2 separate regions of the Mus musculus genome follow, and region 2 is linked to region 1. A link is a contact called in public Hi-C data. All regions are on one chromosome and are shown on one strand. The core of a region is the stretch at or near the end of the contact, and the rest is flanking DNA. Distances in the headings are between cores, read along the strand shown.

Region 1 (4,295 bases), core at 114-2,613:
TACAAGACCTATTCCCGAGACTGGCAGTCTAAGGGGCTCTATCCTTGACAGAGGAGACAGGTCAGACCCCAGAGAACGGAAAAGAAGTGAGTCTGGAACCTCCCTTAGCAGTCTTCTCTCTGTTATCTCCAACATGCCACGAGCTGGCCCTAACCCAATCTCAGGAGGTTGGGAAGGAAGAGCATCAACCAAACGTGGAAAGAAACAAGAGCCAGGGATCCCCTCTTGCTGCAACCTAGGACTTGGAGGAGCTTTAAAGGGAACTGCACAGAAGGAAACCGAAGACTTTCTAAAAGGGCTTAACTGATCCATTTGAAGTTATAACGTGGGATACAATATACTAGATATATCTCAATATGTGAATGCTTTGGCTTCAGTCCCCAAAGTACAGAATTTCTGTAAAACCTGACATCTGGAAGCCTAAAACAGCAAGGTTTCTGGAAGTAAGAGAATCTTGATAGTTGGCATAGCAGACACTTCTAGAATTCAAGTTCGACATCCTAGTAAGATGGACCCACAGACCTCAAAGCACAGTTTCTGGACCTTCGTCGCTGGGACCCTATAGGAAAACCCTCTACCTCTGCCCTTACACACACACTGCCTTACACACGCACTGTATGTGTGCCTTACACACACACTGCCTAAACCTGGGGTTGAACCAGACCTCTGGGTGGTTCTGAGAGGCACTGAAGTTTCAGAAGCAGTCCTCTAGAATATCCATCCATGTTCATCTGTGCTCTATAAAAATTCTCCTTACTTGTCTCTAGAGGGTCTAACAAGAGATTTTAGAAGGTGTGTGTGTGTGTGTGTGTGTGTGTGTGTGTGTGTGTATGTGTGTGTGTGTGTGTGTATGTGTGTGTGTGTGTGTGTGCATGCGCACGTGCGTGTGCATGTTTGTGTGTATAAAATTTTTTCCTAAGGTTTGGTATGTGCCTCTCATTTAAAAAGCATCAAGTGAGAGATTCCTCAATGCTGGCTGCCTACTGGACTTCTTCAGGGAATCTGAAACCATTCTGGTGGCTCTGATTGGTATATAGGCAAGTTGAAATACATGCAGTCTAGCCTCAGCAGTAGGAGGTGCCTATGTTCTCCAGGATATTCTAAAATCCTGCTAAGGTCATTGGAGCCTGCATAAGAAACAGATTGTAAAAGCATCCTTCATTCTCTCTTTAGGAAAGCAAGGTGTGGAGGTTTAGATTGACAGTTTTCACTTCCTAAGTCTCCAGGTCTGCAGGCATGTTGGTGATAGCTTCAGTTCTAACTCCCTAGGGAAAAAAACCATTTGTCTTTAGAGCCCTGTAACCCACTCAGCACTCAGATACTAGCTTTCCTTCACATTGCTGGAACTGTAACATAACGAGCACATTTGAATATAGCATTGGTGTCTCACAAGGCAACATGCACACCTTCCCGCGGTTAAGTCACGGGAACACACGGGAGCAGTTGAATAAGAGCTATTCTGTCCCTGAGCTTCTAACTAGCATTCAGTTCTCAGTTCCCATTTCACTACCCAGGCCAGACTATCAGGCTTAGATCTCAAGGAAGAATTGAGAGTTTTATTATTGCTATGTTTTTAGATGCTGCAAAGGTAAATATGTCCAGTCCCAGAGATTTAGTTTGCCCAAGGAGATTGTTCTAATAACACCCCGGTCAAGCGGAACCATCTGAAGAGATTCTGGCATCTGTGAAAACCTCCTGCTGAATTCATTCCTTGAAGACATTCATTTCAGGAAGTTATTTCCAATTTGGCATATAACAGCCATGCAAGTCGATGAGGATTTAGAATCCCTGCTCCCTACGGAGGACATCTTATTTAAAGCACATCCCTGACAAAGCAATATCAAGGGGACACAACTGGAAATCTCTTCAAGAGGTGTAATTTCTCCAGGAGCAGATTTAGCAAGTACAGCAGCTACCAGAACAGCAATCTGCTTCCTGAAATTCATCTAAACTTTCACCAGTCTGCTTTGCTGGGACTGCCTTCATTCAAAGTCCAACCATGGAGACAGAGCTTAGCAAAGGACTTATTTATCTCGCCACACTTTAGCAACTTTAATCATACTTTAGTCTCAATGCTATTACTAATGTTCACAGTATCAATGAATTCTCTCTCTCTCTCTCTTTCTCTCTCTCTCTCTCTCTCCCTCTCTCTCTCTCTCTTTCCCTCTCAAAAAATTCAAACAAAGGGTGTGGCCCTATGTTTTGGTCCCTTCAAGCATCTACATCAAAATACCTTTACTGGATAATTTATAACAACATAGATGTATTGCTCACAAATCTGGAGGGTGAAGTGTCCTTGGGTCAAGGTACCAACATATGCAGTAATACTATTCTGGGTGCCCCATTGTCATGACCTAATCACCATCTAGATGCTACTCCTTCTAACGATGCAGGTTTAGGGTGAAGCTTCTACATGTGAATTTGGCGAACACTAATATTTAGATCAAAAGAGCACACATCTCTAATGCCATTGCAAATCAGACCAACAGTAATGACATTAACTATTTTTTTTTATTAAGAATCTGGAAATGTATTTAAAATGGACCTTCTTACTCTACAAGGCCAACTGCAAAGAGAAGGATCTCTGAAAAGCCAGCTTAGTCATAGAACTAGAATTAATTTAGGCTTTAAATAGTGACTGAGTTTTCTATTTTTCTTCCTCATTTTTTCTCAACTGGGACCATGTGGAACACTCTGTTAGAAGGTCCCTCTGGCTTTGTCAGGTCACTGGAACAAGGGAAGGCTGCATCTCACAGTCAGTTTGGTTGGATGGTACTCCTTTTGTGTGTAACTATAACAGTTGGGTGCGATTAGCATTTGAGCAGCAGCATAGAATTACAGGAGGAACCTGGACTTTGGAGGTGGGTTGCCTGAGTTTAGAGGCTGGCTTTGCCACTTAACTTTGTGATTCTCAGCAATTAGTAACTTAACATCTACAAGTCTTGGTTTCCTCAAATGGACCTGAAATGACATGCATCTCAGACTTGCTTGGTAGACCACTTACTCCTATTAATTATAGGCACAATAACAAACATACATACGCATATGCACAATATGAACACATCCAGCCTTATTTTGGTCATAGAAGCAACTTTTCTTTTAGATTGTACATTCCTCTTTCTTCCTCTTTCTTTTTCTTTCTTCCCTAAAGACTGGCGTACTTATACCAAGAAGAGAAGCCATACTTGTTCCTTTTCCCTGTTTATTATTCCTGTTGGTTGTTTTATTTTGTCTTTTGGTTTTGTTTGAACTTTTGTTTGTTTGCTTTTGTCTTGTTTTATTTTTTGAGTCAGAGTCTCACTATGTAGCTCTGGCTGCCCTGGAACTCACTATATAGACCAGGATGGCCCCAAACTCACAGAGGTCTGCCTGCCACTGTCTCCCAAGTGCTGGGAATAAAGGCATGTGCCATTATACTAGGTCTCCTACTGCTGGGATTGCAGATGTGAGCCTCATGGACCGACTCCCCCATTTTATTTTTAAATAAAGCTACAAGCTAAAGGGAGGGGGTTAGAAAGCTTGGGCTTAGAAACTGAAGAAACTAAAACTAGAATTTAGGCCACCTTGGTAGGTGGTGCAGGTGATCTTGAGGGCTCTGGGGACTGCCCTTCCAGTGCTGGGACCTCTTGATGGAGATAAAGGAGGGGTCTTATGGTCATAGATGGCAGATCGAAAAGTGAGTTCAAGGTTAGCCTACCTCTACTAATGAAGGGCTCTCAGGAACTTGAAGCTAGAGTATTCTCTAACCCACTACTTACTCTCAATACGGAAATTCCAGAGCCATCCTGTAGAGGGAACCAGAGAGCTTTCTTTTTTCTTTGCTGCACCTAAAGGGCCATTTTACCCCAGAGCAGGGAGCCTGACAAGCAGAGGCTCTGAGTCAGACCCAATGTTTCATATATGTAAAATATTAATGTGTATATTGTATACATACTATATGCATGTTATATGTAAGATATTATAATATATAATAAAATATGTAATATTTACACTTAGGATGTCAAGGCTTTAAATGTACTTGACTAAATTTGAGCATTGTGGGGTGGTGATTCCTTCTCAACAGCCATTTTTAGCTAATGCCTTCTCAACCATCTATTCATGGAAGGTTTTTTTGTCCTTGCTGTTTTGTCTTATTTTTGTGTTTGTTTGTTTGTTTGGTTGGTTGGTTTTTCAAGACAGGGTTTATTTATATGGCTCTGGCCATCTTGGAACTCACTCTGTAGACCAGGCTGGCTCAGATGTCTGAGAGATCTGCTTGCCTCTGCCTCCTGAGTTCTGGGACTAAAGACTTGTGC
Region 2 (4,159 bases), core at 1,187-3,686, 150 kb after region 1:
CTTGTTATTAATCAATTAATTCACAGCTAGCTTTGTCCCGAGTCATCCAGCAGACAGAATGAGAAGGGATTTGCAAGCTGCGTGCATCTGAATTAATATTTTTAAATGGCATAAGCGTGTAATTAATACTTTCCAGGAACACATCCACACCAGATCAGGCAGTGTTGTTGGTATTTTCCCCTTGTCCATATGCCTCTGTTTTTTTAATTACATTTTAGAAGGGAAGGCAACCATCCTAAGTTTGTTTTGCTTTGTTATTTCTTTTGTGACTCAAAATAACCATGTTCTTTCTGCTTCAGTAAACCATTACTGCAGCTTGAGAGGATTCCTGGAAAGGTCTCGTTCCATTCAGTTTTTAAGAGGAGAAACAACCTGCAAATAATAGAATCGAAAGCCTTACCCGTGAGGTCGGCCACAGGCAGATACCAACTGTAGTGTTTAGGAGAGGCAAGGTTATACCATGGAAATAAAGTGACCCCTGAAATCCCAAGATTTCAAATTTAATTCTTATTTCATCTTTTAAAAATATTAGATTTACTTTAATTTTATATATTTCAATTTTTGGCCTCCATGTATGTCTGTGTACCACATGTGTGTTTTGTGCTCTCCAGACAGGACAGAAGAGGGTGTTGCATCCCTCGGGACTGCCCTTATAGACAGACAGTTTTGAGCTGCCATGTGTGTGCTGGGAAACAAACCATGGTCCTCTGCAATAGCAACAAGTGTCCTTAACTGCCAACCCATCTAGCTAGCCCCTAATCCTTATTTCTTAATCATGTAAAGTCCCCTTTTGTCGATGGCTCTCCAAGTTTATGTTTTTCAAAAGAAATAACTTGGGGATCAAAGCTGGTTTAATTTGTGGCTCTGACATTTTGACATCTGGCCTCCATCATCTCAAGGTGATATCGAAGCTGAGGCTAAGATACCAGGCAAACATGGAGAAGGAAGTGGGTACCACTAGTGCCATCTAATGCTCTACGCCTCTGATGTCCTACAGTTGCCACACAGACCTATCTTGCTGTCCAGACATCCCACACTCTGGACCAGAGATGCAAAAATAACAGAGAGAGAACTGAGGACATGTACTCAAGAGAACTACAACAAGAACAAGAGAAGGCACAGACAATCAGGCAGGACATTGACTCAGGGTAGCAGTAAAGCCCATGCCCGTCATTTTTGCTCATAAGCCACCCAGCTGTCAGAATCATAAGTACTGTACGGAAGAGCACGGTCATCTGGTGGTTATTAATATATTTCTATACTTGTTATGAATTCTTAGAGGTTAAGAGACCTTATGGTGCTATTCTGCTTGATGCTCTGCATTCTCCTCATTGAAGTTTGTCCTTCAAGATCTTCATCAGATAATTACTAGAGGTGGTGAGGGAGTGCCGAACACAGATGTGTGCACAGATGTATCAGAAGCTGAACGTTTCTGCTCTTCCCTTTGCCAACAGGAACTACCCTTTGTGCTTTAAAAAGAGAAGAGAAATCATATACGGTTACCTCAAGTGGGCAAGAGCCATGTTCCTTAGAAACAGAAGGAAGGGTGTGAGGGCCGGCCAAGAGTATCCCTACTGGGGAAATCTCACTGTGAACATCCTGCCTGGGAGCTGGAAGATAAGCCAGATCACTGTTCCCAAACACTAGAAGGAAGAGTGACAGTTAAAAATAAACTATCAACTCTACACATTTACATTTAGTCAGTCCAGGCTGGCAACCCCCCCCCCAGGGCATTCCGATGTTCAGCCATTTTGTAGCCTTTGTACTATAGCAATATCTAAGGTCCTCACTAGCACAAGAATTCCATAATGTGAAAAGGTTGAAAAGGTTTTTCCCTGAGGATCAACAATGATATTAAAGTGTGAATGCAGATCAAGTAAGGTCAACTCTATTCCAATACATACATGTCCCTTTTTTAAAAAAAAAAGAAAAAAGAAAGAAAGAATGAAAAAAAAAAACCTCATGTCGGGGATAGGAAGATTATGCTGTGTTTAAAGAGCCTGCTGCCCCAGTACAAGGGCCTGAGTGCCGCTGGCACCCACATAAAAGCCAGAGACAGGAGTGAGTGAACATCTAAAAGCACGATGCTAGAGATACGGGCAGAGAAAATAGGTTCATGATGCTCTGAGCAGCCAGTCTAGCCAAATTGGTAATGATTTAGTGAGAGAGGGGCTCAAAATGAAGAGTTATAGGGGAAGGTATTTGACATTGGCATCTGGCTTCTGTACACACATGTATGGATGCATATGCCTGCTCCCACATACATACCCACCCCACCCAGGAGGTAAACAGGAAGAGTGTAGCTTTGGCATTACTATAGACTTCTTGAAGACTCATTAGAGACTGATCCATTCCATCGTCTCAATAGACCACAAGGTTCCCACCAACATAGGAGTTATTCTCTATCCTGAGACTACCGTGGCTCAACAAAGAAGAAAGCAGTCTTACTTGGGAACTATGATTGCTGGGATTTGAACTTTTCTGTTAGTGACAAAGTGAACTAACTCTCTGGAAGAAGGTTTATAGAGTTGTATCAAGCCTGGCACATTATTGGTATCCAAGAGCCTAAGGCTTTGCTTTCTTCCATAGAGAAGGACCTGCCTGGTTCATTTCAGTATCACTGTGAGATAATAAAGGAACAGAGGCCCTTTAAAGATAAAGCCTTACACAGCTCTGGGAGACACTTTGTTCTATTTCCCCTTACTCCTGATGCACTGTTCCTTCAGTGCTCCTTCCTGCCCACAGGTGGTTACTGTTGGTAGCTGGAAATCCAGGACAGGGTGGAGGCAGCAAAGGAACCCAAGGTGTCCTATTACAACATGCATGTCCAGTTGTACACATTGGTTGTGTTGGGTTACAACTTTAGAAATATCAGGGAAGAAAATGTCAGAAAGTGACTCTCAGCAATCATTAAAACCTTGGGGTCGCTGGGTGTGGGTGGTAGGAGGCCGGGGTGGGGTTGGGAATCGACTTCGAACTAAATAGCTGCCTTATGTCATTACCACATTGATTTACATAGTCAAGACCACATCCTAGCCAGACCACCAAGAGGATGAAAACAGGAGGCAACTCAGAATGCAAACATCTCTGTTGCAGTGCAATAAACCAGTTTACCCTTTCGCTAAATGTCAAGTTAATATTTTTCTTGGAGTCTGCTGAATCTCTCCCCTTCTTCCCCTCCACAGGAAGGGTACCCTGCCATTCAGCAGTGCCTAACCTCAGCACAGGGAATTGAGGAGAATAGTGATGGCTGGGAAGTTAACGCAAACAGAACTGCTCCAAATGCAGAAATAGCCTTTGGCAGTCATGAGATCTGGTTTTTGGGAGCTTTGATCTTGGGCACATAACCAAGCCAAAGAATAGCATTAATAAGTCTCCAGTCCCTGATCCCATGAAAAGAATAAGCAGGAATGGAAAGAATGATGGTATACCAGGCCAGCTATCAACTGCCTCCAAATGAACTAGCCATGAACACCTACTGGAGCCCTTCACTCCCTTCTGCCTCATCTCTGCATTGATCCTGATGCTGCCTTGGCTGTGATTTGTTCTGCATGCCTGCCCTGCCTCCGATGTCTTTTTTAAAAATATTTATTTATTTATTTTATGTATATGAGTACTCTCTCTGTATGCACATCTGTGTGCCAGAAGAGGACATTGGATACTATTATATATGGTTGTGATTGCTGGGAATTAAACTTGGGACCTCTGGAAGAACAGCCAGTGCTCTTAACTGCTGGACCATCTTTCCAGCCCCTCCAAATGTCTTTTTTATGATTCATTTTTATTTTATATGACGAAGTGTTTGGCCAGAAGAGGGCATCAGATCCCCAAGAACTGGAATTACACACGGTTGTGAGACATCATGAGGATATCAGGAACCAAATCTGGGTCCTTGGCAAGAGCAGCACATACTCTCATGCCATCTCTGCAGTTTTTCTATGGGTTTTCTTATCTCCATCCCATTTTCAACAGCACCAGCAGTTTCACCTAAATAAGTGATCCAGCCAGGTAAGTCTCTAACTCACAATCCTATTATGGCTTCCTCTGGCTTTTTAAATGAAGCCAAACCTTTGGCACTGTGTATTGAAGTTGACCTCATTCTATGATCTCAAAAGCTTCTCTGAGGTTGACCTGAATCCAGTCCTTATCATGTAGGAGG

What was found. Hi-C and Micro-C count contacts between places; a contact is called where the count stands out from the background.
Region 2: a contact with region 1 is called in a Hi-C map of the 63-12 cell line, with 2.9 times the contacts expected there. The contact joins two enhancer-like sites. A contact is called at or near these places in 7 of 484 Hi-C or Micro-C datasets (the 63-12 cell line, cerebellar granule neurons, embryonic fibroblasts and 4 more) and 1 of 9 other capture datasets (pancreatic islet).

The regions. Positions count from the first base shown.
Region 1 is chr14:23,579,623-23,583,917 of GRCm38.p6, forward strand. The region is part of intron 5 of Kcnma1 (potassium large conductance calcium-activated channel, subfamily M, alpha member 1); the gene reads right to left. Among named protein-coding and RNA genes, the nearest start is that of Gm51422, 68 kb to the right of the region's middle. Within about 2 kb of position 1,364, at least 3 of the 459 cell types and tissues checked have an H3K27ac peak or open chromatin away from gene starts, as enhancers often do. A contact at or near this core is called in the 63-12 cell line, where this site is marked.
Region 2 is chr14:23,724,220-23,728,378 of GRCm38.p6, forward strand. The region is part of intron 2 of Kcnma1 (potassium large conductance calcium-activated channel, subfamily M, alpha member 1); the gene reads right to left. Among named protein-coding and RNA genes, the nearest start is that of Gm51422, 76 kb to the left of the region's middle. Within about 2 kb of position 2,437, at least 3 of the 459 cell types and tissues checked have an H3K27ac peak or open chromatin away from gene starts, as enhancers often do. A contact at or near this core is called in the 63-12 cell line, where this site is marked.